Linked DNA regions of Mus musculus: regions 1, 3, 4, 5 and 6 are each linked to region 2. A link is a contact called in public HiChIP or PLAC-seq and promoter capture Hi-C data. All regions are on one chromosome and are shown on one strand. Each heading gives the region's core, a stretch centred on a gene start, on an enhancer-like site or on the middle of the called end of the contact. The rest is flanking DNA. Distances are from core to core; before and after follow the strand shown. Region 1 holds the start of Rgs14 (regulator of G-protein signaling 14). Region 2 holds the start of 4833439L19Rik (RIKEN cDNA 4833439L19 gene). Region 3 holds the start of Nsd1 (nuclear receptor-binding SET-domain protein 1). Region 4 holds the start of Dbn1 (drebrin 1). Region 5 holds the start of Rab24 (RAB24, member RAS oncogene family). Region 6 holds the start of Uimc1 (ubiquitin interaction motif containing 1).

The links. Promoter capture Hi-C pulls out the DNA fragments that hold promoters and counts their contacts. HiChIP or PLAC-seq counts read pairs in DNA pulled down with a chosen protein or histone mark. Capture Hi-C pulls out chosen DNA fragments and counts their contacts.
Region 1: a promoter capture Hi-C map of pre-B cells shows a contact between it and region 2, with 2.9 times the contacts expected there. The contact joins the promoter of Rgs14 here to the promoter of 4833439L19Rik in region 2. A contact is called at or near these places in 3 of 39 promoter capture datasets (the C10 cell line, liver and pre-B cells) and 1 of 484 Hi-C or Micro-C datasets (uterus).
Region 3: a promoter capture Hi-C map of liver shows a contact between it and region 2, with 4 times the contacts expected there. The contact joins the promoter of Nsd1 here to the promoter of 4833439L19Rik in region 2. A contact is called at or near these places in 4 of 39 promoter capture datasets (erythroid cells, hippocampal neurons, liver and 1 more), 2 of 115 datasets of contacts at active chromatin or transcription factors (large pre-B cells and pancreatic cancer cells) and 1 of 9 other capture datasets (liver).
Region 4: an H3K4me3 HiChIP or PLAC-seq map of embryonic stem cells shows a contact between it and region 2, with 6 read pairs. The contact joins the promoter of Dbn1 here to the promoter of 4833439L19Rik in region 2. A contact is called at or near these places in 1 of 115 datasets of contacts at active chromatin or transcription factors (embryonic stem cells) and 1 of 9 other capture datasets (liver).
Region 5: a promoter capture Hi-C map of liver shows a contact between it and region 2, with 2.0 times the contacts expected there. The contact joins the promoter of Rab24 here to the promoter of 4833439L19Rik in region 2. A contact is called at or near these places in 3 of 39 promoter capture datasets (the C10 cell line, cranial neural crest and pre-B cells), 1 of 115 datasets of contacts at active chromatin or transcription factors (microglia) and 2 of 9 other capture datasets (liver and pancreatic islet).
Region 6: a contact with region 2 is called in a promoter capture Hi-C map of neutrophils, with 2.7 times the contacts expected there. The contact joins the promoter of Uimc1 here to the promoter of 4833439L19Rik in region 2. A contact is called at or near these places in 4 of 39 promoter capture datasets (the C10 cell line, fetal liver, neutrophils and 1 more), 1 of 484 Hi-C or Micro-C datasets (CD4 T cells) and 2 of 9 other capture datasets (liver and pancreatic islet).

Annotation. Positions count from the first base shown.
Region 1 is chr13:55,368,019-55,372,906 of GRCm38.p6, forward strand. Rgs14 (regulator of G-protein signaling 14) reads left to right here and starts at 1,714. Exons shown (of 15, transcript NM_016758.3): 1 at 1,714-1,918. The coding sequence starts at 1,874.
Region 2 is chr13:54,563,485-54,567,915 of GRCm38.p6, forward strand. It overlaps 4833439L19Rik (RIKEN cDNA 4833439L19 gene), which reads right to left and starts at 1,898. Exons shown (of 9, transcript NM_133797.4): 1 at 1,698-1,898; 2 at 1,031-1,137; 3 at 701-788. The coding sequence starts at 728.
Region 3 is chr13:55,207,351-55,211,799 of GRCm38.p6, forward strand. Nsd1 (nuclear receptor-binding SET-domain protein 1) reads left to right here and starts at 2,432. Exons shown (of 23, transcript NM_008739.3): 1 at 2,432-2,525.
Region 4 is chr13:55,484,893-55,489,559 of GRCm38.p6, forward strand. It overlaps Dbn1 (drebrin 1), which reads right to left and starts at 3,184. Exons shown (of 15, transcript NM_001177371.1): 1 at 2,971-3,184. The coding sequence starts at 3,056.
Region 5 is chr13:55,320,538-55,325,301 of GRCm38.p6, forward strand. Rab24 (RAB24, member RAS oncogene family) reads right to left here and starts at 1,443. Exons shown (of 8, transcript NM_009000.3): 1 at 1,001-1,443; 2 at 853-921; 3 at 565-643; 4 at 390-457; 5 at 208-307; 6 at 1-16. The coding sequence starts at 1,117. It overlaps Prelid1 (PRELI domain containing 1), which reads left to right and starts at 1,518. Exons shown (of 5, transcript NM_025596.5): 1 at 1,518-1,744; 2 at 2,316-2,541; 3 at 3,794-3,907; 4 at 3,990-4,068; 5 at 4,293-4,735. The coding sequence starts at 1,653. The coding sequence ends at 4,435. Mxd3 (Max dimerization protein 3) reads right to left here. Exons shown (of 6, transcript NM_016662.5): 6 at 4,633-4,764.
Region 6 is chr13:55,097,100-55,102,011 of GRCm38.p6, forward strand. Uimc1 (ubiquitin interaction motif containing 1) reads right to left here and starts at 3,201. Exons shown (of 15, transcript NM_011307.3): 1 at 3,098-3,201.

The DNA.
Region 1 (4,888 bases), core at 464-2,963, 800 kb after region 2:
ACACCAGAAGAGGGCATCAGACACCATTACTGATGGTTGTGAGCCACCATGTGGTTGCTAGAAATTGAACTCAGGACCTCTGGAAGAGCAGTCAGTGCTCTTAACCACTTAGCCATCTCTCCAGCCCAGGAACAAACTTTTTCAAAGAATGCTTCCCTTTACACATATTGAAAGGCTAACCACTCATTTTATTAATATTCAGAAATGTTGGAGGTGGAGCCTTTGGTCGGAAAGTATATCACGCAGGAGAGGGACCGGATATGATGAGACAAGTGTCCTTTATAAAACAGGACAGGAGACAGTATGCTCCCTATCTCTCTGCTTTCTGACACGTGGGCACAGCAAAAAGATGGCCGTCTGCAAGCCATGACTCGTCAGAGCACAAGTGTGTCAGGGCTTGAGCCTGGACGTGCCACCTCCGGAATGGTGAGAACTGAGCGTCTGTTGTCCCGGCCACCCAGCACATGGCATTTTTTTTTCTTAATAATTTAAAAACTATTTTTATGTGTATGACCGTTTTGCCTGCCTGGGTGTCTGTATACCATCTGCATACCTGGTACCCTCAGAGGCCAGAAGAGGGCATCTGGTCCTCTGGAACTGAAGTCAGGAGCAGTTGTGAACTACCATGTGGTGACCAGGAATGGAACTCTGGAAGAGTAGCCAGTGCTCTTAACCACTGAGCCATCTCTACAGCCCGGTTTGTTTTCCTTTGTTTGTTTGTTTGTTGACCAGGTATCGTTATGTAGTCCTGGCTGATATGTAAATGAGGCTGGCCTTGCACTCAAAGAGCTCCACCTGCTTTTTGGAGTCTGAGCTAAGACAGTTCTGCACAGAGGTGGGCTTTCTACTGAGTATGGCTTACTTTACCTCTTTGGTATGGATATACCCAATCCATTCTCCTACCCTTCAGTGCATGTGTGCATACCCAGCCCCTGGGGTGTCTGACTATACATAGGCATGCCTATCATATGCACCCATCCAAGGCACTATACACTATCTATCTTATTTTGTTTACATTTAGATATAGATACAGACATAGTATAGATCCAGATTGAGTTTCCTGTAACTAAGTCTGACCTCAAACTGTTATTCCTGCCTCTGCCTCACAAGGGCTGGCATTACATACATGTGCTACCCTGCCCAGATTCGAGTGTGTATGCCTGAAGATTCAGGTGCCCTCGTGACACAGCATGCCCACATGCATGGTCACACAGGTGATGTGATTACCTCTTTGCTCACCTGGCTATCAGATGACAGCCTAGGGGCAGCAGTCTCCGCATGCAAACTGCCTGAGCTAGGGTTGCTAAGCATGCATAAGCCTGGGACATAGAAGGTAAATGAGTAGTGAACAATGCACTTTTGTGGATGCCTAGGACTCGGAACACATGCCCCATGTCCATGGAACCCCCCCCCAGACTGTCTGCTCCACAAGTGTCTAGTTGTATGAGCATGCACTTCAGCATGCTGACACATCCTTGGAGCCTTCAGATTGAACACTCCAGGTACCTCGCTGGGCAAAAGGAGGCTCCTGCTGGCTGTTGGTGCTTGCATGGTGTGCAACCGAGGGTGCGTTGGCGGCATGTGTGTGTGCATGAACGTGTGTGTGTGTGTGTGTGTGTGTGTGTGTGTGTGTGTGTATGAGAGTAGGAAGAGACATTCGCTCTCTTAGACCTTGCTTCTTTCTGTGGTTTGGTTTCTATAGAGACACTTCCTGTGGCAGAGAAAAGAGGTAGTGAGCTGGTGTTTCAGGATGTAAGGGCCCGGAGGAGCAGAGCTCTCTCTCTCCACTGCCTGCTTGCCACCCCAAGAGAGTGCTTCCGCGATCCTTGTGGTGGGTGGCCCCCCGTGGAGGGGACCTGTGATCAACGGCGGTATGCCAGGGAAGCCCAAGCACTTGGGTGTCCCCAACGGGCGCATGGTGAGTGTGGGCTCTGAGCCAGAGCCACAGGGAGGGGGGTGGGCACACCCAGGGTGGAGTCCAGGAGGCACACCCAGCAGGGTTGCAGAGGAGCAGGCTGGAGAAGTTGGGTACAGACAGCTGCTGGCATTGGGACCTGGTGCTGTCACCCTAGGACCCTTCCAGATGCCCTGCTAGGAGTCTGGTGCAACCCCAGGGATTAGTCCAGAACACAGCAGACTTAGGTCTCTGGTTCCACATGCAGGTTGGACTCGCTGCTCCCTCATCCGCTACTGGGATTACTGAAGTTGATTACAGAGTAGCCTGGAGATCCAGTGGTCACTTCTAAAACTTCTCAAGCCCTATGTCTCAGGCCCTCAGCCCTCCTCTCTTCATCTCACGCTCTAAGTGCCCAAGATAAGGTTTTAAGAGCAGCCCTTGCTGGATCACTGCATCAACCTGCTCCAGAGGCAGCCTGCCAGAACTAGTGTTCTTTGGGCAGCCCAGGACGGGTCAGTAAGGGCAGGACAGGAAGATCAGCTCTGTCTGGTCTATTCCTAGCTTCCAGGAAGGGTGTGTGTGTGTGTATGTGTGTGTGTGTGTGTGTGTGTGTGTGTGCGTGCAACTTAGTATAGGATGCCCTGGTTGCAGCCCTAACCCATTAGACCTTCTCCAGGCTGTTTAACTCCTGACTAGAGTTGTCTCCAAGTTTCTGGCTCTTCTTTCATTCACCAAATAGGACAGGCTGTGTTGAGCCTCCCTTTTCTCCTTAGGGACCTGGCTCACCTAGCAGGATCACTCCAGGGGGACCAAACAGTGTCCTGGTAACCTCTATCTTAAGGCCCCAGCCTAGAACCATGGGATAAAGCCAGTGGGTCCAGAATAACCTGGGATCCAGAGAGAGAGACCTGGGATCCAGTTCTAGCTCTGCTGTCTTTTCCCAAGAAAGATCCTGTCCTGTTTCGTCATCAGTAAAATGAAATAGAAACTGATCAATGTCCTGTTTGCTGAGTGCCATAATGAATATGAGACACTTGAGCATTGTAAAGGCTACGGAAGGGTTATCCTGATAACCCCTGTACTTTCATCCCCTCTTTAAGAATCTTCTATCTCATTAAACAGTTCCCACCTCTGCCTTCCAGTTCCCAAGGTTAGTTCTCATGTTTTGTCGGGAAGCCCTTTGCTGACGCCCCATGCTGTTTGGGTGGAAGGGAGACCAATTCCAAAAGTTGGCTCAGCCCCCACCCTACTTCCTCTACCACCAACCCAACTTAGAAAGTCTGTGGAGAGCCCATCCCCCTGCACCCACGCTGGGTGGGCATGGCACTTGGCTTGCTCCTCTCTAGGTGACTTGGCCACAGGGCCAAGGAGAAATAGCCCAGGCCCTCCCCGCAAAGAATAGCTGGATTGATGCTTCTGGGACAGAACCCAGAACCACACACCAGCTGAGAGGGCTGGAGATAGACCCAGCTTGTCCTTCCTGTGTCAGCTGGTGGCTTCTCTATCCAAGTCATTCAGAATAAAGAGGACAGTACAAGCTGAGTCCTGCCAAGCCCACAGCTGCCCTAGATCCTCTCGGCAATTGTCCCATATGTTTATTTCTGTCCTGTTTGGATCCGTTTTGAATCCTCTGTATGACCCCTGAAACCTCATGGTTCACAGATGTCCACTTGCTGGACAATGGGCAGCTTTGTGAGGCCATACTTGGCTGGGGCAGAGATGGGAAGACAGGCATTGGCAACGATGGTGTAGATGTGAACGAAGAGGGGCCTGTGGGCAAGGTGTCCGGCTGTTATCTCACGGGGGAGGCTTGGAGGAGCAAAACCAATATGCTGTAGAGCAGAAGGGTCACCATTTGCACACACCCGCTGAGTCCCCCCCCCCCCAGCACTGTCCTGCTTTGGTTCCTTTCCATCCCCCACCATTCCTTGCTGAGGCGCTGTCAATCATGAGCCTCATCCTTCTGGCAGTCAGCTGTCACTTAGAGAGGCTCCTAACCCCTCCCAGAGAAATCGTCTCTTGGTACCAGCTGTCACTTGGCTTGTGCATTCACTCAGGGGCTCCTCTGGGTCGTCCCACCCTGAGCCCTTAAGACCCAGGTCCCAGTCCCCAGTTAGCACTAGTCAGCGAGGCATGACAGACATGAGTGAAGAGTACTGAAACACACTTCTGGTTTGGAAGAGCTGTAGGTCAGGAGTGGGGAAAGGCTGAGAAGAGCCTCATAAGGAAAACCATCTTCTCCATTAACATCTAACACTGTAGAAGATGGTCTTTAAAACACATACAAGCTACAGGGGCAGTGGTCTGGGGGGATACTTGCACATAGGAAAACGTACAGAGGTGGTGGAGGGCTATGCCCCAAGGGAGTCTGTGAGTTTAACTTTGGGTTAGTCATAGTTCTCTTTCTGGACACTCAGAGTTGGTCCTCTGACACACTCTGGCAAAGAGACCTGAGTAGATCCATGTGCCTGTACGCTCCTGGTGTCCAACTCAGGGTCAGGGATGGCAGTGCGGGGGGTACATTGTAGAAGGGCATGTGGTGGAGAAAGCTCTACAGAGCTGGCTCAGGCTGAAGTGATCCGGTACCTAGGGTTGTATAGTTATAGACATCCACAGAGTGAAACAAGACCACAGGTCACATGCTCACCTCTGGGAAGGCACCCAGGAAGTGGGTGAAAAATCTGGAATAAAGTTTTGGTTTGAGGAAGAGTCGAGATAAGGGAGAGAGATAGCCTGATAGCTGATTGCTCTCTCCTTGAGATCTGAATCCTCTAGGGCATTCCTGGGCCTCACCTCCATTGACTTCACCCATTTGTGCCCAAGGGCTACAAGCCCTGGACCTCCAAGCTCTCCTGTCTATAAGGGAAGTGACAAGGCTGGGTGTGGTGACATGTGCCCGTAATACCGATGCTCTGAAGGCAGAGGCAGGTGGATCCACTGGAGATTAGAGGCCAGCCAGGGCTACAGAGGGGGTGCCAGGCCAGCCAAGGA
Region 2 (4,431 bases), core at 648-3,147:
AAACAGTGTCTAACACCTTGTCCAATGGCTTCATAAAGACAATAGTAATAAAGCCGCTGGCATCTACTTTTTTTTTTTTTTTTTTTGGTTTTTCGAGACAGGGTTTCTCTGTGTAACCCTGGCTGTCCTGGAACTCAGAAATCCACCTGCCTCTGCCTCCTAAGTGCTGGGATAAAGTCGTGCACCACCACTGCCTGCCCAAAAACTTTTTTGAGCCAGGTGCAGTGTACATGCATTTTAATCCCAGAACTCAGGAGGCAGAGGCAGGAGGATCTCTGTGAATTCCAGGACAGCCAAGTCTACAAAGGGAGACTCTGTCTCAAAAAAAAAAAAACAGTAGATGTAGATTTAGCAGCAACTCTGAACTTCACTTATGATTTCGCCTTTAAAGACAGCACTTGGGAGGTAGAGGTGGTAAGATCTCTGTGAATTCAAGGACAGCCTGGTCTAAATACAGAGTTTCAGGACAGCCAGAACCACACGGAGAAACCCTGTCTCTGGAAAAACAAACAAAAAGTGTTTACTCTTCACAAAAGACACTTATGGCAAGAGGCTGTAAGCCAAGGTCAGGGTGTATACCACGGCTGAGAAGGTGATGACCTAATACTAAAGAAGATCAGTACTAAGGATTCTGAGAAAATAAGCTCTCTGGGGGATGTGGGTGGGGGTACAGACTTAACCAATAAGAACTTAAGTTTACCAGGCACTTCTGGTTGTCTTGAAGCCATTGAAAGACAGGGATCCAGGTGTTTTTTTCTATACGTAATTCGGAGCTGAGTCCCTTCCACCTAATAAAAATAACATAGGGCATTTTCTTATGTTGCACAGCAGAGGGTCATTCCAGTGCTCTGACAGACACGCAGAGACTTATGGCTGGTAAGTAAGGTTGACACATACACACGCTAGAACCAATGAGTGACAAACACACCCCCGGAAGGATAAAGTCCACTAGTTTGCCAGTATCCTATGGCTGGCTCCTCTGAACACCCGAGAGGAGAAAGCCAAACCTCAGTTTAGACAGACACCTTACCACAGTGAAATGACGCCGGACTATGCAGACAGACAGATGTTAATGAGGAGCATTGCCCAGCTTCTGCAAATTAGCGAAGCTTCTGAGGAAGGGTCCATCCAGAGGCTCTAAGTAACAATAAACAAGCAAGGTTGGTACAGCGCCCCTAAGTCCACCGAACATCCGACCACTCCCCAGCCGGATTACATAGCAGCCTTTCCCCTTGGCAGAAATGAGCTATGCCAGCATAGAAGACCAACTCGGCATCACTAAAAGTCATCGCATTCTCACACAACCCTTGTCTTGAAAACAAACCCGCGGCGCTGCACAGCAGGCATTATTGGTCCAGATTTTTGTTCAAGTTCACTGCGGTCCTAGGGACATCCGCAAGCCAGACACACGCCCTTTCCCTCTCCCTTAGCGACCCCAAGCCCACGACTCTCTCGCAGGAGGTGCAAAACAAAGCCTCTGAGATGTGTAAAGCCAATCCCGACCTTCCCACGGTCCCACCCCTCAAGGCGAAGCCGGCTGGTTCGCAGCGAGCAGATGCTCCGAGGCTCACTGTGCGGGTCTTTCTGGTGTCCCTCGAGCCCCGCTAGGGTGGAACAGAGCCCCCCTCCAGGCCCCCCAGGCCGCGGCGCCCCGGAACTCAGGCTGCCCCCAGCTCCGCCAGGCCGCGGTCGGTTACCTGCTCGCCCGCCGCCTGCGGCCCGACTTCCCGCACTAAAGAGGCTCCGAGGCTCCAGATGGCCCAAGAGGCTGCTGGGCTGAACAGAGCAGAGCCATCGTGAGAGCGCGACGAACGCTCCCCTACGGAGGACAGTCGCCGGCCGGCAACCGAACCCCCAAACCACCCCGAGACTGTCGCAGGTCGCGCGAGACCTGACTCGAAGATCCGCGGGGCATGCTGGGAGTTGTAGTCCGAGATCTGAGCGTGCCTCCGTACCCACCACCACCGGAACACCTCCCTGTAGGTTGAACTCTAAAAGGGAATTCCACGGGGTTCCCAGAAAGGAGGTCACCTGTTTCCAGCACTTCCTCTGCGCTTTTTACTTGATTACAGAATTGTGGCACTTGGAGGCTGAGGCAGGAGCATTGCCTGAATCAAGGAGTGTGGTGGGGGCTGAGGATGAGAAGGGGGGAAAGAATGAAGATTGATGGCTGGAGATGGTTCAGTTAAAACAGTAATTACTGCACTTGCAGATGACCTGGGTTTGTTCCCAGCACCCAGGTTTGGTATCTCACAACCTCTTGTAGTACAGCTCCCAGGGTCTGCTGCCCTCTTCTGGCTCCCAAGGACACCGCAGTCGGTCTCCCATTCCCACATACTTGAATTTAAAGGGGGGAGACCCATCCCCCACTTTGCCAGACTCTCATTGCTTTATCAGGAAAGCAAGCTCAGGCAGCCTGTTAGCAGGTGGTGGCTTCTTGCAGGAAGCTGCAGATGTGGCACACAATAGACTTTACCTAGATTGGAAGACTCCACCCTAGGTGGGCTAGCCAACTGTGGCAGAAACAAAGTCTGATTCTGCCTGCTCAAGGCTGGGGGGAAGGGCACAGTTCAATGAACCATGAAGCCAGGTAGGCGCCTTCGTGGGTCGTGACCCACAGGTTAAGAACCACTACCATACCTCCCACACACAGAGAGGATCTGATAGTTAATCTTTCTCCCTTTAATTAGCAGTGGAGTCAGGCGGGCTCCACACTAGTACAGGACTAAATACAGGAGCATCCGCCTCCCCGGAAATGGATAATAACTATGAGAAAAGTGGACCTGGAGAGGTAGCCACTCAGAGGTCTCAAAAACACTTCCCTGCTCTGCTCCATGAGAGAAAGCTGAAAACACCCACACTCAACTCTGCTCCAAGTCCAAGGTTCACTGTCCGCTCAGGAAGAATCGGAGGGTGTTAAAAGATGGGAATACATTTGACTTTGCTTGCATTCTGTTAGGACCAAGACTGGGCCAGGAATTCATGTCTTCTGTAAGCTGTATACTTCATTTGTGAATAACACACTTGATTTGCAGTGTGACACTTGAAAAAGTATTCCCAGTGTTTTTACTTTACTGCTCCTGGGAGGAAAGGGTGCAGATCAATTCTCACATAAAAGGTTAAACATGGGGACGGAAGTGAAGGCTCCTCAATGGAGAACACTGGCTGCCGTTCCAAAGGACCCAGATTCAATTTCCAGCACCCATAGGACAGCTCACAGCTGCTTATCACTCTTCATCCAAGGGGTCCAATGCCCTTTTACAGCCTCAGCATGTGAATGACAGACAGGCACACATCTATGCAAGCAAAACAAACACAGGGCTGGAGAGATGGCTCAGTGGTTAAAAGGACTGACTACTGTTCCTAGAGGTCCTGAGTTCAATTCCCAGCAACCACATGGTGGCTCACAACCATCTGTAATGGGATCTGATGCCCTCTTCTGTTGTGTCTGAAGACAGTGACAGTGTATTCACATACATGAAATAAATAAATTCTTTAAAAAAAAAAAAGACAAACAAACACACACACATTTAAAAAACAAATCTTTTATAAGGTTAAAATGTCTTTTTTTAAAAACAAATGAAATATTTTGAAAATATCTTGTTTTAAGATTTATTTATTTATTTTATGTATGTGAGTACATGTGATTGGCTACTATTGCAACTGGTAGATCCTGAGAGAGAAACCGAGGCAGGACAACCAGGAGCAAGAGACCTCAGGTGGCAGTGAGCACATTGAGAACGGACTCTTAGGAGAGAGCTTCAGTGAGGCAGCTCATTTAATGGAGGGAATAAACGCTATTTAAACCTTCGAGGGGATGGAGGCTTTCAGGGTGAGTGAACATCATTGGCCAGGGCCAGGGTGCTAGGGATACCTCATTACCATGAGGAAGGATTCCAGGTGCTACTGTGCGGCTGGACATGACCTTATAATGGCTGTCTTAGTCAGGGTTTCTATTCCTGCACAAAACATCATGACCAAGAAGCAAGTTGGGAGGAGAGGGTTTATTCAGCTGACACATCCACATTACTGTTCGTCACCAAAGGAAGTCAGGACAGGAACTCACACAGGGCAGGAATCTGGAGGCAGGAGGTGATGCAGAGGCCATGGAGGGGTGCTTGCTGGCTTGCTTCCCCTGGCTTGCTCAGTTTGCTTTTTTACAGAACCCAGAACTACCAGCCCAGGGATGGCACCACCCCCAATGGGCTGGGCCCTCCCAGCCTTGATCACTAATTGAGAAAATGCCTTATAGCTGGATCTCATGGAGGCATTTCCTCAAGGGAAGCTCCTTTCTCTGTGATAACTCCAGCTTGTGTCAAGTTGACATACAAAGCCAGCCAGTACATAGGGTGAGGAAGTTTAGCCTGGCAACTCAGGCTACATAACCTCCTGGGGGTGGGGGACAAATGTGGGAGTGCAGGGCTACTTGTG
Region 3 (4,449 bases), core at 1,182-3,681, 640 kb after region 2:
AAAGGGGTGGTCACTGTGTCCACTACCTGTATTTGGAGCAAATTACCAGAGGCCTCGTTGTCTCTTCCCAGCCCGGACTGAGAACAAAGAGTATGAACTGGGCAGGGGAGGGAAGTTTGTCTTTGTGCTCTTCATGTCTGCAAGATGGAAAGAAGAGTGTCCATCCCAACAGTGTCTTGGATGAGGATAAGCTACTACTGTTTGTGGAATACAACAGTCATGGCCTGTACCAGAGGCAGGGTCCTTTCTGGGCTTGGCATGTGTTTCTAGTGCTTTCAGAGAATAGCAGGCTGTTTTTACTGTAAAGGCAAAATCCCATCATCATCCTTCCACGGCACCCTAGTTCCTTCCTTCCAAGGCCCTGCATGATCAGGCCTCTGTGAGTTTTCCTGTCTTCATTTCAGCCTCTTCTTGTACTCCCAGCCTTGGGTCCCATGTTCTAGATCATGGTCATGCTCAACTGTGGTCGGCTCCTCCAGTCTGGTGTTTCTCTGGGCTCTTCTGCTGGAATTGCTACCTGTGTCCTCCCTCCCTGACGACTCCTTTATATTCTTCAGAATCTGTCCTTTCTAGATCTTCTGGGTGTTCTCCTAGCACGTCTGCCCCCACCTCACCCCCCAAGGCTCTTAGCATCCTCAACAAGTATTTGCTGAGCTAACAAATCAGAAGGGAACAGTTCTGAAAGAGGCTGCTCTATGGCCAAGAATCCGTGCAGGTACCTTGCATCAGGGTACCTGATAAAAGATCCATAGATTATAGAGGAAGAAATGGGGGCTGAGGTCTTTGCCTGACAGTTACATCCCCACACACCTGTGTGTCTGACAGGCCCAGCATTTCATGGCATCTGTTGGGTGTGTCGGCTCACACAAGGATGTTGCCCACCCCACCTGTGAAAGTAATAGTCCTGAGAATGTGCACAAAGGGCTTGACCTAGTCCTTAATTCTTTGCAGACTAGTAAAGGGTTAAAGGAACAGACGTGTGTCAAGCGCTCAGTGGTGTCTAATGCATGATACCCGCTCAACAAGGATTTGTTCTCATATGTCTGCAGGTGAGGTGTGCAGGCCCAGAAGAGATTCTTGAGTTATAATCAGTAGAGAAGAGCTAGGTCTACACCCCAGAACCCAATCCTACAGGAAAGCAGCCCCGTCTCACTTGAGGATTCAGTATCCTTCTGAATATAGAAGCTCAGCTCCATAAGCACTCTGGTTGTGTCACTGTGGTAGACAGTTTTATAGTAGGAGGAAGGGAGGACCCCCAGGGGTTACCTAGGGAAGTCTGATATTTCCCTGGGGTCTCAGTCTTGTTTCTGTCAGTAACTAGGTCATCCTGAATGGGGGTGAGGGGGAGGTAGGAGGTTAAGGAGAGGGTCCTGCAGAGCAGTAATGTGCTTACATCAGCTAGTCTCTCTCGGTACCCTTTTTTCCCTGAGGCCACAGGTTGCCTGGCACACTAGCTCCCATTTTGCTTCCCCAGAGCCTGGTGCATTGCCTAGACTGCAGGAAACGGTTGCTGAAGGAAGCAATGAGTTACATTTCAGTATTTGTCAAATATGTCTGTAATTGTTAAGGACAGAGTGTTAGCCTGTTTCAGGATCCTCCCAGATGCCTGTGTCTTGGAGGCCACAGATGAGGAAACAGAGGTTTGGGACTGAAAGATAACTTCTTCAAGGCCCTCCAGTGGCAGTTCCAAGTACCTCAAAATGGCTAGGCACTGGGAAGGGCTGTGGAGTGATTAGCATTGGGGTAACTGCCAGTTAGAAATGACAGGCTCAAATGATTACTTGTGAAAAAGGATCCAGTGAGAGCTTTCCTATTGAATTGCCCGAAGGTGTTAGCAGGAGTTATTCCTTCGTAGAACAAAAGACCGGGTCTCCATGGGAGAGGGCCCCAGTTTTTTTCCGGCTAGTTTTAGCGCAGGGAAAGATGCCAGTCAACTTTGCATCTGGAAACTCCTTTAAACTAACCCGAGGGACCTGAGGTCACAGTAGCCTCTTCACTCTTGCTTCCGCCGGGCACCTTCTCTCAGGAAACCCACTTGCCCTCTTGGCAGGGCCAGGGCTCCAGCATTACTGATGGTATGCTGAAGGCTTAGCTCTGAGCCTCCTTTAATGGACTGTGGGTCTTGGACAGCAAGCAGCTGGAAGCATCCTAAGCCGCTGCTTGCTGGACACAGTCACGAGGTGAAGGGCAGGGAAGGATGGAGTTTGGCCCAACCATTGCAGATCCCCAACCGGTACAGATACTTGGCAGGGGAACGCCAAAAGTGCCTGTTCTCCCAGGTGGGGGTCTAGTTACCAGAGGGCCCTCGGTAAACACTCTACTGGGGCAATAACTATGCACATTTACTAAGCCTCTGGAGGAATGGTGGTCACGTGGCCATCGAGGGCGGCGCCCTCGGCTTTAAAATGAACTCCAAATCACCGAAGGCTTTCTGGAAGAGGCGGGAATTCTCGGGGCCGTCCAATATGGCTTTCTCTCAACAACAAGGATGCGCTTAACGCTCTAGGGACCAAGTCATGCCTGAGGTGAGCTTCTTGCGGTGAAGCAAACCCAGGAAGCAGCAGGGTCCGGGAAGGGAGAAGTGCCTCAGGGGACTGGAGTGGCTGGACCAGGCCTGGTCCAGTCCCTGACCTTCCACTGTCTTTGAGGAATGGACGCGCTACAGCCCTACGAGGTCAGGGCGGCGGGGTCCTGGTGCTAAGTGCGCGCCAGCAGGACCCCGTCCTCCTAACGCAGAGCCTTCCTAGGCCGGGGGTTTGCGCCTTTCATGCTTGGCCAGCCCGTCCAGCCTGTCGGCCGTCCCTGTGCAGTCGCGCAGGGGTCCCGATGCCTGGGCCTCAGGGGCGAAGCGCGCTCGAGAGGGCCATCTGCCTGGGTGTGGAGAACTGCAGCGTCCGCGGTGCGAGGCGCTGCCCCTCCCGGCCCCCGGCCCCGCGCGCCCGCACCTCTCCAAGGCCGCCAGCGCCCGCAGCCCCGGGGCCGCCGTGCCAGGCCCAGACCCAGACCCACACTAGGCGCTGGAGGCGGTGCAGGGATTAGTGGACCCCTCCCCCCGAGCTCCCCTCGCCCCGCCCGGGGCAGCGAAGACCCCTGGGCCCGAGGGTGACCGAGGAGCTTCGTCCCCGCGGGGTCTGGACCGGGGGCTCGGCCTCGCTGGGCGGGGGCTGCACGGCGACAGGCCGAGGTGCGGGCGCGCCGTTAGGCTGTGTCCCAGAGGCCGGGGTGTGGGGCGTGGGCTCAGGGCTGCGGGGTCTCTCGGCCTCAGGCCCGGGTTGAGGCCACGGTCCTGCGGCCAGTACCCCGGGGCGGGTCACCCGACCCTGCTCCCCGGAGCCGCTCACCCCGCACGGCCCGGCCTGGGGAGGGAGAGGGAAGGGAAGGGGTGGTGGGTGAGGGGCCGTGGGGACCGCAGGGCCGAGTCCCCGGCCCGCCCGCACGCGCTGCTCCAGGGCGGCTGCCCCAGGCTCCCGGGAGGAGCCAATCCCCTGCCTCGCGGGCGTCGAGCCTGCGGCCGAAAGGGAGTCCCAGGGCTGTAGAGGCTTGGCTCGGGGAGGCAGACCCGAGCTGCTGCTGCCTCCATTTTGTTTCCTGTTCAGCTTGGTCTGTAGTGGTGGTGGTGGTGTGGGTTTGGGGTGCGGCTGGGCAAGGGGGTTCCCCTGCGGCCACGTCTGCTCGGGGCCTGGGGCCTCGAAGACCCCCATGCCAAACCCCCCAGGTGAGCCCTACAGCGAGACGGGGGTAGCCTCGGCCTCGGGTCGAAACCAGCGGGGCTGAGGGCAGGTGCCCAGTGGATGGGGAGCCCGGGCTGGAACCTAAGATGGAGGCCGGGGCTGACGCGGGCCTGAGAGCAAGGCCGGCGGGCCAGGCCTCAGCCAGGCACCATGGTGGCTCCGGGGTTGGGGTTCAGGATGACTGGGGTGCAGTTAGCCGTGTGCAACCAGGGGCTGGCGCGGCGCCCCGAGGTAGGTGAAAGGATCGTCATGCCACCCACGACGCCCGCAGGCCCCGACACTCTGGGGAGGCGCGCGAGGCCCCCCAGGGGAGTCCGCCTCAGGCCCCGCCCGGGCAGCTGGGCCGACCCGTAGGCCCGGGGCCCTGAGCTAGCGCCCAGGGGGAAGGGAGGGGAGGGGGCGGCAGCAGCAGCTCCGCTGATTGGGCCGCCCGACCCGGCCGCTCGCTCGCCCGACTTCACCCGCACTGAACCCCGAAGAGTGAGGCAGGCGTGGGAGCGCGCGCAGGGTGTGTGTGTGCTGCGGGGGTGTGTGCGGGGGGGGGGGGGGAACGGGGACGGGATGGGTGCGCGCGCAGGAAGGGGTGCGCGCGCAGGGAGGAGGGCGGGTGCGCGCGCACCCGGGGGCCTCGGTCGCTCGCACGCGGGCCGGTGCGCGAGGCGCTCTCCTCAGCACGCGCCGCCGCCGCGGGGGCGCGCGCGGTGGGGGTGTGAGGAGG
Region 4 (4,667 bases), core at 1,934-4,433, 920 kb after region 2:
CCTGGCTCCTTCCAAGACACTGCTCTGGCCATGACATCTCTCTGGGGCAAGCTGCTCATCTCAAGACTCTGAAGCCCCTTTTATCATTTCTCCATGCCCACCCACCTCCAAACCGTCCCTCTTCCCTGCTAGGGCCACAATCCTTCCTCAGCAGAGACTGTGTCTCATTCAAACCCTCTCAGCTCTGCCTAGCCCACCTCTCCAAAATGACTGTGTATTCACACCCACACTTGGGCCACGCTGGCTCCCAGATTCAGTTTTGAAGAACACTTTGTACCCAAGAGTTGCATTGCATTTTCCTGTACATGAAGACCACTCGGGATACCGCTACCAACTCCAGGGGCCAGCCTCAGGCTGAGCTTCACGCCCCAGAGTGCTATAGCACTCAGCAGGAACCGGGAAAGACATCTATCTGCACTAGCCCCAGACCCTACTGGACAGTGTTTCTCTAACATAACACAGGTACTCTGAGACTGGCAGGTAGGAGCTCGGAAACACTCAGGGCAAAGTAGAAGAGAACTCTAGATGTGCACACCTCACCTGCAGCAAGCCCTGGAGATAGCCACTGCCACAGGCTGTCCTGTCAGTCTTGGGAAGGCAGGGACTCTGACTGTGCTAACACACACTGCTGCCTCTATACAAAATAGCACCACAGGGATTTGTAATGTTGACAAAAACACTTATCTACCACCTAAGGCAGAGATACCTGACTAGGGCAAGGCGAGAGTCTGGCTTCAGCAGAGATACTAGCAGTGGAAGGTTCAAGACCGGCATGCTCTCAGGGAGCTGGAACTGGAAAGGCCCAGGAGACCCCAGATGGACTCTGCCCATCCCCCTCTTCCTCAGAGCACTTGAGAAGAGCAGGAACTTCTCACACAATGAATCACATCATAACCAGGGTGGTGCTGGCCTTTCCCACCACACAATCTGACTTCCCCTGTGACCTGCTTATAGCACAAGGACAGAGTGCATTTAAGAGACCCTCTGCCTCCTAGGGGCCAGCAGCCCCAAGCTCCACTATACACACACACACACACACACACACACACACACACACAGAGTCAAGGTACAGGGAAGACATCCAATACTCATGACCCAACGTTTGAACCCAGACACCCCTCCTGCTGGACTCCTAAATGTGGGTCTGTCCTGAGCCTTGAGATCTCAGCCAGCTGCTGGTTGTAGGATAAGAGCTGAGAAGCACCACGCCATCTTCTTCAGGATGGGACCCTCACCACCCTTTTACAACATGCCGTTAAGGCCCTTGGAAGTAAGCACACATATAAGCGAGGGTGCATCTGTGCATCTGCACATGTCCCACACACAACCCAGATGGGGCTGGCGCACAGACCAAGGATGAATAACTCCTTCCCTTTGGCTACATGGATGCTGCTGGTGATGGAGGCCCGGGCCTGTTCTGAGCAGGATGCGGGGCAGAAGTCATTAGTAGCCCCAGCACTGGGTTGCCAGTGTCCAGCTTTCGAGGGGTTAAGAGATAGAAGGTGTTGTCTACACCCCATAGACTGGCCAGTGTTTCTCCTCAGGCAGGGCCACATCCCCAAACAGGCTCCTCCACCAGGCCACTTGTCCAGATTGCCTCTCATGATCTCAGCCCCCCAGGGGCAGGGCTGGGACAATAAGATGGAAACTGCCCTGCTTGCCCTGTGCTGGCCTCTCCTATAACTGACCTGCAAGACACGAGAACTTGTCTCCTGAGTCCATCCCTCTGGGCCTGGCTACCGGCCAGTGCTGCAGTACCATGGCCTGGACGCCTGGTTATTTTGTTCCATCTTCCAGCCCCCCTACCCGGTTGCCCTCCCAGGGTGAGAGTGAGGCCAGCCCAACTGGAGGCTCCCTCAGATCAGCCCCAACTCGGCCTCGGTTTTCTCAACGATAGCCTACTTCCAGCCTAAGGAGAGGAAAAGATTCAAATACAATTTTTTTTTTTGAGAAGAACACTTGGGGGCTGTGCCCTGAATGGGGCATCGGAGCCCCCTTGGTTTTCCTGACACCCTGAGACTTCAGACCAAGGCAGGTGGCTCACACCCTCCTCCAGCTCAGGGAGGGTAACAGCTGGGGAGGGGGAGATAAGCCACTCACTCACTCTGCCCCAGTCGGAGGTTGATAGCCCCCTGCTGCTGAGTGGAGGGGCTAGGGTCCCAGAGATCTACTCATCTGGCATCCCTCTGTGGAGGCTCCCTCCACGCTCCCAGCTGCCCCCCTAGCCAAGCTGCTCCGTCCATCTCCTGAGTCTCTTCCTGCCTATCTGCCTCGTCCTAGCGATCTGCTCCTTCAGCAGGGGAGAGAAGGGCTCAGCCCTGCCTCTTCCTCTGCGATCCGTGAGGGATAAAGAAGTCACTTCGTGGTTGCCATGTGGCAATCAACCTCCTTGTATCACACCCTAACCTAGATGTGGGGGGAGACAACCCCGAGAAGCCCCCGGTGGGCGGGGCACGCTGGCCCCCAGCCCTCGGCGCTCCTCCCCCGCCCTAGCTTTCCTTTGTGCTGTGGCCGGGCAGGCTGCTCTAGCTCCGCTAGCTGGGTCCCCGCCCCGTCCCCACCCGGTCCTCGCCCGCTCGAAGGTGGCGAAGGTGCCCTTGGCTGGCCCGTGCACACCTGTCCCCCGGGCCCGTGGAGGGAGGCAGGGTGAGAAGGGGGATGGGCTCCGACAGGACCGTAGGACCCCAGGCCCCACGTCTGGGCTCCACACCCGCGTGGCTGGCGTCCGGCTCCCGCGCCCCCAGTGAGCCTTAGGGCGGCCTCAGGGCGCCCCGGCCCGCGCGCCCAGCCTGGCCCGAGCGGCCCCTCCCCCGGCTCGCACAAAGGCAGCCCCTCCCCGGCTCTCCCGAGCCGTTGCACCATTTCGGGGTCTCCCCCTCCCTTCCCGGTGGCAGAGCCTCGGGGAAACAAAGGCGCGCGGCGGCCTGGGGACAAAGGGGCCGGGGGCGGGGGCGGGGGCGGGGGGCTCACCAGTCGGCTGCGCTCTCCTCCCGGATCACCTCCTCGTACGCCGCCAGCAGCTCCAGGCGGTGGCCGCTGAAGCTGACGCCGGCCATGCTGCGGGCCGGACCGAGGCCGAACGGACAGACGCACGCACAGGCGGACCGACCGACACCGGAGGGAGGGGATGAGGGAGTCGCCGCCGCCGCCTCAGAGCCTCTGCAGCGCTGAGAGCGAGCGAGCCAGCGGCCGGGGGAGGGGAGCCGGCCGGCGGGGGGCGGGGGGCGCTGGCTCCGCCCGGCTCACTCCCTCGGCTCGCTCGGTCCTAGCGCCGCCCCGGCCCGGCCCAGGGGGAGGCCCGCCCCCCCTTCCCAGTTTGCCCCGGGGCGTCCCACACACGCCCCTCACCCTGCTGGCCAGCACCGGACACTGAGCTTCCGCTCTGCTCCCAGGGCCAGTCCCATGCACCTGTCTTGTCCTCGTCCCCAACCTGGCAGCACACCCCTCTTCCCTAGCCATAAACCCACCAAGATTCCAGGCCCAGATTCATCCCTCTCCATCTCCCCAGAGTAATTGACCCAGCCCAACACCCTTGATCCATTTAACTCCAGCCCAGACTCACATCATTCCTGGGTCCGTTACACCCTACCTTAAACCCCTTATGGTCCTTACTCTGTCCCTGCCCGGATTCAGTTCCTCATCAGACCAGGCCTGGGTTACGTGTAGTCCATTTCCTCTGAAAGGACCCTCCCTAGTCTACCACCACTACTTCCATCTCAGCTACAGGCCCATGCTTACCTCTGCACACATCCCACCTAGTCACCATACCCTCTTGCTATGCCAGCCTGTCTGAATTCCACTCAGACCCCTCTTCTTAGCCATACCTTGTCTCAAGCCGTTTACACCCCACCTCCCTCATCCTTTACTTTCAGTCATTTTCTTCCTCCCAGATGGGTATCAAAAAAAAAAAAAAAAAAAAATGATGCCTTCTTTTCCAAGTACCATCCCTCCTAAGGAAGCCCAAGTAGGGTCCCCAAGGCAGGGCTCCTCCAAAGCCATTCCAGGGAGAACTTTCTGGCACTTTTTATTTCCCAAAGCTCTGAGTGCAGAAGGGACTGGGCCTCAGAGACTTCTCTATGGGGACATGGCTGCACAGAGCTTCCAGGCACTGTTTCCTGTGGAATGGAGAACACTGAAGCCCTCCACAGCTCTGGTTAACCTTTCCATACCCACTGGACATCCCAACCCATTTCCCAGGCAGGCAGGCAGGCAGGCAGGCAGGCAGGCAGGCAGGCAGACAGGCAGGCAACAGTGCCTCAGCAAGTTTCCCCTGGGGCTGATCTGTGAACAGGAGGTGGCTGTTTTCGTCGAATTCCTGCTCTGACTTGGTCAATCATCTCCAACAAGAAACCAATACTTACATTCACTGCAATGCCTTGGAATGGGACACGGGAGAGGGTGGCCTTAAACCTCTGTACTTCACAAGAACCCTGCTTCAGGAGCTATGGGTACCCATTGAACCCATGCACCCCATCCTTGGGAGTTTCTCCACCAACCTATGGTGAGTCCTGGTGAGTGGTCAGTCCTGGGCCCTGATCCCAGATGCAGCTGGAACTCAATGGTTAGGGCAGAGGGGAATAGAGATGACATCAGATGGGGAAGGAAAGGAGCAGGAAGCCAAGGTGAGAACAGAGCTGCAAGCCAGGCAGTGGTGGCGCACGCCTTTG
Region 5 (4,764 bases), core at 193-2,692, 760 kb after region 2:
AGTTGGGCTTTGATATCTGCAAAGAGAAGTGACTGTCTTCACACTTGGGGAGCACACCTAAATGTAGCTAACAGTTCAGTCTCCTGAACCACACAGGTTCAAGAAGGCCAGAAAGCAACCAAGACTGTCATTCCCATCTTTGAAATACACTCAGGCAGATAGTACCCGCCCCCAAGCCCCCATCCTCAGAGACTTAAAAACAGCTACTATCGGCATAGTCCTGAACATCATGGAAGTCTACACGACGGCGCCGCCTGTCTTCCTCCAGCAGGTCACTCTTAGTGCCACACAGGTAGATTTGACAGCCCTGTAGCAGAAGACAAGGCTGAGATTATCTCCACAGACCAATACAGTCTCTGTCCCTACTCTTGTGATATCTGGCCACCTACCTCTTCTAAACTGCGCAGCTCCTTAACCCAGAACTTGGCTCTCTCAAAGCTGCTGCTGTCAGTGAGGTCTTGGTAAGGGTAAGGCAAGAGACACATAAAGATCAGCGGCTTCCCTCTGATGCTGGCCTGTAACCTAACCCTTACTACTTGAACACGCCAGAATTCAACCCCTTACCATAACAGACAATTGCAGCTTTAGCACCCCGGTAATAGATTCTGCTCATGGCTTCGTAGCGCTCGGAACCTGCTGTGTCCTGAGGGGTGAAAGGAGTTAATAAGCTCCTTCACAAGACTACAAAATAGGCCCCATCTTCCAGACAACCCCCCCTCCTTTTTTTAGACGAGTAAATGGGTGTGAGGAAGGAAAAACGACCTCTATGAGGCTCCAGTTGGCTGGTTTAAGAGGCAAGACATTAAATTCGGGAGACAGGTTTGCACAAGACTCTGTTCTCAAGGGACTTACCCAAATGCCCAGAGTCACCGTCCGGTCTCCAACGCACATCACCTTGGCCACGAAAGCAGCCCCGATGGTCTACAACCAGGGAAGAGATAAGTGTGGAATACTGGCCGGACCCCTTCCTCCCATGCCTGCTCCGCAGGGGTGCACTCACGTTCTGATAGGGCCCCACCAAGAAGCGGTCGTGCACGTATCGTTCCACCAGGCTCGTCTTGCCCACGTATTCCTTGCCCAGCATAACCACCTTAACGTCCACGCGCTGCCCGCTCATGCTCCCTGGGCCGCCTCACCCACTTCAGGGTCCGCGCGGCCCAGGCAGAGCCCAAGCCTCAGACCCCAACCCCAAGGGCCTCGCACCTCGCAGGCCCCTGGCGCCTCGGCCCGGGGCGCTCCGTCCTTTGCAGAGCCGCGGCGCGGGGACGCGGACAGCGCCCTCCACCGCGCCGCAGAGCCCTGCGGTGCTCACCCGCGCGACCGCCGCTGCGCCCGAAGCTCCGCTGCGCCGGGGTTACCGACTGAATCTGGGGTCCTCGTAGCTAACTCCAAACAGCACCTCTGGGACTGGAAGCCAAGAGGCGGGACGCCCGGTCACGTGACGCGGGCGCCGGAAGTGGCCGATCCTATGCATCCGGCGCCGGAAGCGTCGTGCAGTCCTATAACCCCTGATGGCGGCGGTAGGGACCTGGGCGCGGTCCTGCGGAGATTGAGCTGCGAGCCTGGCGGGCGTGCGCCTAGCCACGTCCCCCCCACCCCCGGGCTCTTCACCCTGATGCTGCACGGGTGCTGAGCCCGTCCGGGTCGGGACGATGGTGAAGTATTTCCTGGGCCAGAGCGTGCTCCGAAGTTCCTGGGACCAAGTGTTCGCCGCCTTCTGGCAACGGTACCCGAATCCCTATAGGTACGTGGCGTTGGGTAGAGCGAGTCGCCTTCCTCTCTTCTTCTGGAGATCGCACCGTAGGCTGTCCTTCAATAGTGGAGTTTGAAAGACTGGACAGAGTCCGATGTGGGCTATCTGCGGAACTGTGGCCACAGTTATAGCACAAAATCCTTATAGGATTAGAATCAGTCCAAGCCTCCAAAGTCCTCGAAGAAGATTGTCTAGTTTGTGATTTATATTGGGCTCTAGATTTCTATTTTGCAGTCCAAAGGTGGTTGGACAGGAAGAGGCGGCAGCACGGGAGTTGAGCGGTATTTCGGGGCCAGAAATCCTGAGGATGGTTTGCTTACCTGCTGCTGGCGCTCTCTAGTGGTATAATTCTTGAGATTTTGCTCGCTTTGGAGAGCCACAGAATCCATGTCGGGTGGAGGAGGGAGTTGGAATTTGCCCGGGGATAGGTTCAGTGTACTCTAATTCTGAACCCGGGCACAGATCACAGATTGCAGGCAGCCATGACCTGGAGGCGCTAAATAGGAACCAGTAGACATGCTGTCAAGAGCAGGCTCCTGAGAATCATCTTTAACTCTTGCAGCAAACATGTCTTAACCGAAGACATAGTGCACCGGGAGGTGACCCCCGACCAGAAGCTACTGTCCCGGAGACTCCTGACCAAGACCAACAGGATGCCACGTTGGGCAGAGCGACTGTTTCCTGCCAACGTTGCTCACTCCGTGTACATCCTGGAGGACTCTATTGTGGACCCCCAGAATCAGACCATGACCACCTTCACCTGGAACATCAACCATGCCCGGCTGATGGTGAGACTTCCTTTGCTCCCTCAAAATAGTTGCCCTTCAGATTTCAGGCAAGAGAGTTGTGGGAACTTCTGTGGCCAGAGGCAGGCCTAAAATACCAATGAGCTGCATCTCTAGAGTTCTGCCCTTAGATTGGTCTACCCTTTCGATTGGTCAGATTCTCTGGGACTGTCCCTTGGCTCTCAGATGGTGGGGAAAGACACCCCTGTTCTTTTTTTCTTTTTTTTTTTCCCCGAGACAGGGTTTCTCTGTGAAACTCTGGCTCTCCTGGAACTCATTTTGTAGACCAGGCTGTCCTCGAGCTTAGAAATCTACCTGCCTCTGCCTCCCAAGTGCTAGGATTAAAGGCGTGCACCACCAACCACTGCCCGGCTGACACCCCTTTTCAAAGCTTGTTACAAGTACTGTGCGCAGAGCAGTCAGTTGGTGACATGCATGCATGCATACATATGGGGGGGGGGGTGGCTTTCAGGAATGATGCTGATCGAGAAAGGGAGGCTGTGGCTTCCCTGTTGGAGTCACATCAAGTGGAGATAACTGGGGTGTGCCTCGGTTTGTGCATGAGATTTGAGGAAGTGCATTATATGGATCTTGTATGCTTTGGAAGGCTTGAAAACCCATGTTTGGGAATGTTCACACAGTGTGAATAACCTTCGAGCTTCTAGATGATTCTTTCTCGGCTTCTGTAAGCCTGAGAGGTGGAAATTGTGCGTTTCAAAAAAGAAAAACTTTATATAAAGATGTGCCACTCACAATCCGTGAGTAAGGCACCTTTTCCTGCCCAGCACTGTCTGAAGTCACCTCAGCTGAGAGCTCTGCTTGGTAGATATCACATTGACAAGTTTGTGACTACTTCACATTCTTCAGGAGGCTGCCGCTCCCTTTGTTAATGAAAGCTGTCATTTTTGGAGTGTGTGCGCGTGCTTGCGCACACACACAATACCAGGAAGTTCAAAGAGGAGAGGGTAGAAGGCAGACGAGAAACACTGCTCACATCTAGATCCAGAGGCCCCAAGATCGGGTTGGAATAGCAACTGATCCCAAGAAACTGTTCTACTTGGAAGGGTCAACAGAGAGGTAATGGAGGCAGAGCAGCCTCCCTCTGGGCCCAGGATACATAACGGGAAGAACTTTGTCATTGCTTCCCCTTGTGAAGGAGACAGGGACAGTAGCATGGTAGAGACAGGGTGTGAGCGTGCAAGTGAGCAGAGCATAGGGTGCTTCTTTGAGGTGCTCAGCCCAACTTCCCTTGAAGGTGGTGGAGGAACGATGTGTTTACTGTGTGAACTCTGACAATAGCGGCTGGACCGAAATCCGTCGGGAAGCCTGGGTCTCCTCTAGCTTATTTGGCGTCTCCAGAGCTGTCCAGGTAAGAGGCTGCAGGGCGGGCAGGGCGGGGCTCGGCTCTGGGTCATTGAGTAACTCTCCCATCCTTCTCCCTCTCCTGCCAGGAATTTGGTCTTGCCCGGTTCAAAAGCAATGTGACCAAGACAATGAAGGGCTTTGAATACATCCTGGCCAAGCTACAAGGTGAGGGCCCTGGACACTGTGTCAGGAGTTGGAGAAACCCTCACTCCCAGTAGCCTTGACCAATGAGACTCCTAAGTGTGCCTATGAAGGATGGGTGGGAGGGTCAAGAAACAGGACACCAACTTCATTCCTAAGAACCCATCAACAATGGCTGCTGTGATTGACCAGGGCTTGGGTGGGTCTTCCAGGCATTGTCTGAAGCTAGACCCTGTCGTTTGCCACAGGTGAGGCCCCTTCCAAAACCCTTGTTGAGACAGCCAAAGAGGCCAAAGAGAAAGCAAAGGAGACCGCACTGGCAGCTACAGAGAAGGCCAAGGACCTGGCCAACAAGGCCGCCACCAAGCAGCAGCAGCGGCAGCTCGTATAACTCGCTTCCTCTCCCTCTCCCCAGTGTACGTGATTATTAAAGAGCAACCTGCAGCCCTCTCTGCTGTCTGGGGTGGTGGGTCAGGGCCCTGTCCTGGTCAGCATCTGCACCACACCCAGCTCTGTCTGCCGGGCAGAGGGGTGCAGTGACTTGCCCAAGGTCACAGCAGTGCGCAGGTGATAGACTGTACGCTCCAAGAGGGCAGGGCTCCTTGTTTTATTCTCTGCTGTGTCCCAAGTACCCTGAACAATATTTAGCACATAACAGGCACTCAATAAACACATGATTTGATTAGCCCCAGTTCTGGAGTCAGATAGCTTTGGTTTGAA
Region 6 (4,912 bases), core at 1,951-4,450, 530 kb after region 2:
AAGCATGTCGTTTTTATGAGGAAACAAGTTCAGGAAAGTTACTAACCAAACAAGTAAAACACTGCCATTTTTACCTGCTAATCCAAAAACCTAACTCCAATATCTCTGCACAGCTCTAGCTGGCCTAGAACTCACTATGTAGAACCCACTGGCCTTGAACTCACAGAGCCTGCCTCTGCCTTCCAAGAGTGGTGATTAAAGGTATGCACAACCATGCCTGACTCCATTACCTTTATAGCACCTCTAACAAGAATCTCTACTTAACACATGGTATACGCACAGAAATATTTACTGAATGAATCAGTAGCATAAAGTAGATATTTAAATTATTAAATGTTTTATTAAAACGACTGGGGTATAGCTCAGTAGTAGAGCATGTTATTATCATGTACAAGGCTTTGGTTTCCATCCTTAGCAGCTACATGAATAAATAAGTAAGTAAGCTACAGAAGGACAAGACACAGGAGGATATGACCTGAAGGCAGATATGGGGTAGGGGTAATAAAACACGGTGAAGGGCTAGAGATGGAGCTCAGTAGCTAGCCACCCTGCATGTGCAAGGTTCTAGGTTTGATTCAGCACCACCACAACATCAAAAACAAAGAAGTAACCTTTAAAGCTAGACGAGCATATGACATCAAAGTAGGAATTAGCATAGGAGAAACCTGGAGAAGTTAATTAGGACCCTAGGAAAAATACCCCTAGGAAAATACCCTATATGAAGTGGCTTCTAACTTACACATTTCCTATTCCTGTTGTATTACTAAAAAACAGTATGCCAATAGCAGCTATATCTTCAATACAAGTAATTTTTCTAAAATCTGTAATTTATGATACTTATAGTTGACATCTTCTTTAACTTTATTTTTTATTATTATTAATTTTTAAAATTTATTTATTGTATGTAAGTACACTGTAGCTGTCTTCAGACACACCAGAAGAGGGCGCCAGATCTCACTGCGGATGGTTGTGAGCTACCCTGTGGTTGCTGGGATTTGAACTCAGGACCTCCAGAAGATTAGTCAATGCTCTTAACTGCTGAGCAATCTCTCCAGCCCATTTTTTTTGTTTTGTTTTGTTTTTCGAGACAGGGTTTCTCTGTATAGCCCAGGCTGTCCTGGAACTCACTTTGTAGACCAGCTGGCCTCGAACTCAGAAATCCACCTGCCTCTGCCTCCCAAAGGTGTGCGCCACCACTGCCCAGCTTTTTAATATTTTTAAGTGTGTCTGTGTATACATGTACACAGGAGTGCAGGTTCTAACAATTTTTTAAATTATTTTTTATTTTAAAATTTAAAATAAAATTTATCTTTATTTTATTAAAAAAACATAGCCAGCTGGACAGTGGTGACACATGCCTTTAATCCCAGCACTTGGGAGGCAGAGGCAGGCGGATTTCTGAGTTTGAGGCCAGCCTAGTCTACAGAGTGAGTTCCAGGACAGCCAGGGCTACACAGAGAAACCCTGTCTCGAAAAACCAGTAATAATAGTAGTAGTAGTAGTAGTAGTAGTAATAATAATAATAATAATAATAATAACAATAATAGAGCCTTGAATTCCACCACTTGGGAGGCAGAAGCAGGAGGATCCCTGTAAGTTTGAGCCAGCATGGTCTACATAGCAATTTTCAGGCCAGGCAGAACTATATAGTGAGACTTTGTCTCAAAAACATAAAATAAAACTTATAAATGCACAAGGCTCTTGGAGTTGATCTCCAGCACAAAAGAAGAAGTGAGAAAGCTTGATAGAATAAACTCCTTTATCAATTGATTACAATTAAAAGTGATTTGTTTCTGTAACTGAGTAAAGTAAATGCATACCTATAAAATCTCTCTCTCTCTCTCTCTCTCTCTCTCTCTCTCTCTCTCTCTCTCTCTCTCTTACACACACACATACATACACATATAGCAACAGAATTCAGGGGAGATTATTCAGTGGGTAAATTCCAGCAGGTGGATAGTGAGTAGGGGGATCCCCGAGGAAGCCAGCCAGACATACCAACCAACTCCAAGAGACCCTGCCCCAATTAAGATGGAGAGACATTTAAGAAGATTCCCACTAACATCGGTGTAGTGGTGGAGGGTGGTGTGTGTGTGTGCCCGTGTGTGTGTTCACACCCAGTGTGCCCACAAGTGTGCAAAAATAAAAGATTTCAAACGCACCCGGAGCAATAAGTTATCACTGCCTGAATCAATAGACAAACTTGTAGGTTTCTCACACCCAATACTGAGGTTGTTTCTCTCAAGAACCCTAACGCGCCCTAACACATTAGGAACTTTAGTAAAAAAGGAGTTGGCAAGTGGCTATGCCGGGAAATGACACTCATGCGTCTGGCTCCACAAGTAGACTTTCTTTGACTGTGCTACAAACCCAACAACACCCTAACCATTGGGCTCACTTTTTCCGCAGCGTTGCCCGTACATCATATGATGACTACATGCAAGAAGCCTGGAGCGAAGTGGTCCAGATTCACACCCAACTCCATCTCTGAGAGGACCAACGCTCTGGTCTCACAGGTTTCTGACACACCGCCTGTCATCAGCCACGAGAGAAACGCACTAGGCTCGACTGGCTACGTTAAGTGGTAAATGATAGATTTCCAGGGGAAAATATTTCTCGGGAGACTGAGGCAGGAGGTTGGCGAGTTCTATAGAAGCCATCTTGGGTACCCTGTGAGTTCAAAGCCAACCAGAGCTACACAGAGAGACCCGGGTGGTAGCGGTGTCTCGGGCGGCCGAAGAACTAATGAAGCCAACTACCACAAGACAAGCAAAGTAACGTGGGGCAGGCAGCGGGCCTAGGCGGTCCTCGGACGGTCCGTTAGCCGGGCGGGCGACCAGGCTACCAGGAAGCTCGGATAGCAAGAGAGGGCGCTCCGGACGACGACCGCCGCCCGCAGAGGGAGGGGAACCCCGGGGGGCGCGAGCGCCCGGGCTGCCCGGCAGCTGCGAGAGCGACCCGGCCGGCATCGGCTTCCGCCCGGCCGAGAGGCCTAGTCGCTGCGAGGCGCGCCTCGGGAGCAGCGGCAGCCGCCCGGCAGACAGCGAGAAGCAGGCGGCCCCGACGGCCGCGGAGTGCAGAGGCGACGCGTACTCACCGCGGATCTGGCAGCGCCGCCCAGCGCCTCCTGAACGCTGGGGGTCGCGAGCGGCCGCAACTCTTTAGAAAGAGGAGAGCCCGCGCGGCGGCGCGAGGCGGCAGGGGCGGGGAGGGGCGGGGCGAGGGGCGGGGCGCGCAGGCGCGGAGCCCTGTGGGCCGCTGTATGCTCACACAGTTCCTGGGTCCCTGAGTGCTGTTAAGAGAGGGGTTTAGGGGAAACCAAAGAAAGCCAATAGGGTCCCTAGACACCCTTCGAAATAAGCTCTGCTGCATCAAGCTTCCTCTGGTTAATTTATTTGCATGAATCCAAAATTACGTTCAAATTAAATGTTCACATGACTAGTTAGAAACTCTCAGATGGTATAATGTTAATTAATGTCTGATCGTCTTAGCGGAATTTAAGCATCCTAAAACACAAAAATACTGAATCTTGCTCTCTGCTAAGGAGAGATTACAAGAGTGGAGGGCGGGTATGATTGTAGGGGGAGATGAGTGGGATGGAGTGCATGATGTGAAATCCACAAAGAACCAATAAAAAGTAAAAAAAAAAAAAAAAACTAAAATAATAATAATAATACTGAAATTTCTACAACATATATTTCCTTGAAATATATGCTCCAGAAAGTCCATTTCCTTGAGGAGGAAAAAAAAAAAAAGGCAACAGCAGAAATGTCAAAGGTGAATAAAATATGAAATATTCCTACAATAAAATTTAACAAATAAAACTCAAGGTTTGATAGCGCCTAAAAAAATCTTACTAAGCTGGGCGTGGTGGCGCACGCCTTTAATCTCAGCACTCAGGAGGCAGAGGCAGGCAGATTTCTGAGTTCGAGGCCAGCCTGGTCTACAAAGTGAGTTCCAGGACAGCCAGGGCTATACAGAGAAACCCTGTCTCAAAAAAAAACAAAAAAACAAAAAACAAAACAAAACAAACAAACAAAAAAATCTTACTGAAGGGGCTGGAGAGATGGCTCAGTGGTTAAGAGTACTGACTGCTCTTCCAGAGATCCTGAGTTCAGTTCCCAGCAACCACATGGTAACCATCTGTAATGAGATCTGATGCCCTCTTCTGAAGACAGCTACAGTGTACTCATATACATAAAAATAAATCTTAAAAAAAAATCTTACTGAAGCCAGGACTTTTATCTCAGAACTCAGAAGGCATTGGTAGGTCCGTTTCCCCACCTCTCCCAAAAAGGGGATGGTGGTGGTGACGGTGGTGGGTAGTCTCACTGAAATTATAGCAAGCCAACAAATGTGAACACTCTCATATGCTTTTCATAAGCTTACAAAAAGTAGTTCATAGTTTGTGGGAAACAGTACTCCTAAAAGCATAGGTTAATGGACCAGATGATAGATGGATACATCGTGGTAATGATAAAGCAATGGGAGGAGGAGACAAATAGAAAGTGGAATAAACAGGACCTCAGCTAGGGGTCAAAAACCAGGACTAACGACACATGCCACAACTTTGACTCTGGCCCGAGCTGCCCAAGTAATAAGCCAAGCGGGGCTGCATTCCACTTGGCAGCTCCGCTCCTTTATCTGTATGTACTTGACACGGGTTCCTCTCCAACACACCCTGCAATCTCAAATCCTCCACCCGAGCCAGCATCAGGCTGTGCACACTCCCATCTCTGAGCAGTCTCTATTTTAAGTGTGTGACCGATTTATTCAGATATGAAGAACAGAAAGGCCGATCTGGTCTGAACTGGTTTTTGTCTTGCGAAGAACCAATGCTGCCTTCTGCACACATTTATTGGGAGAGCTTGATTGTAGAGGCGAAAAGACCTCGAGCCCAGAACTGGTGCTG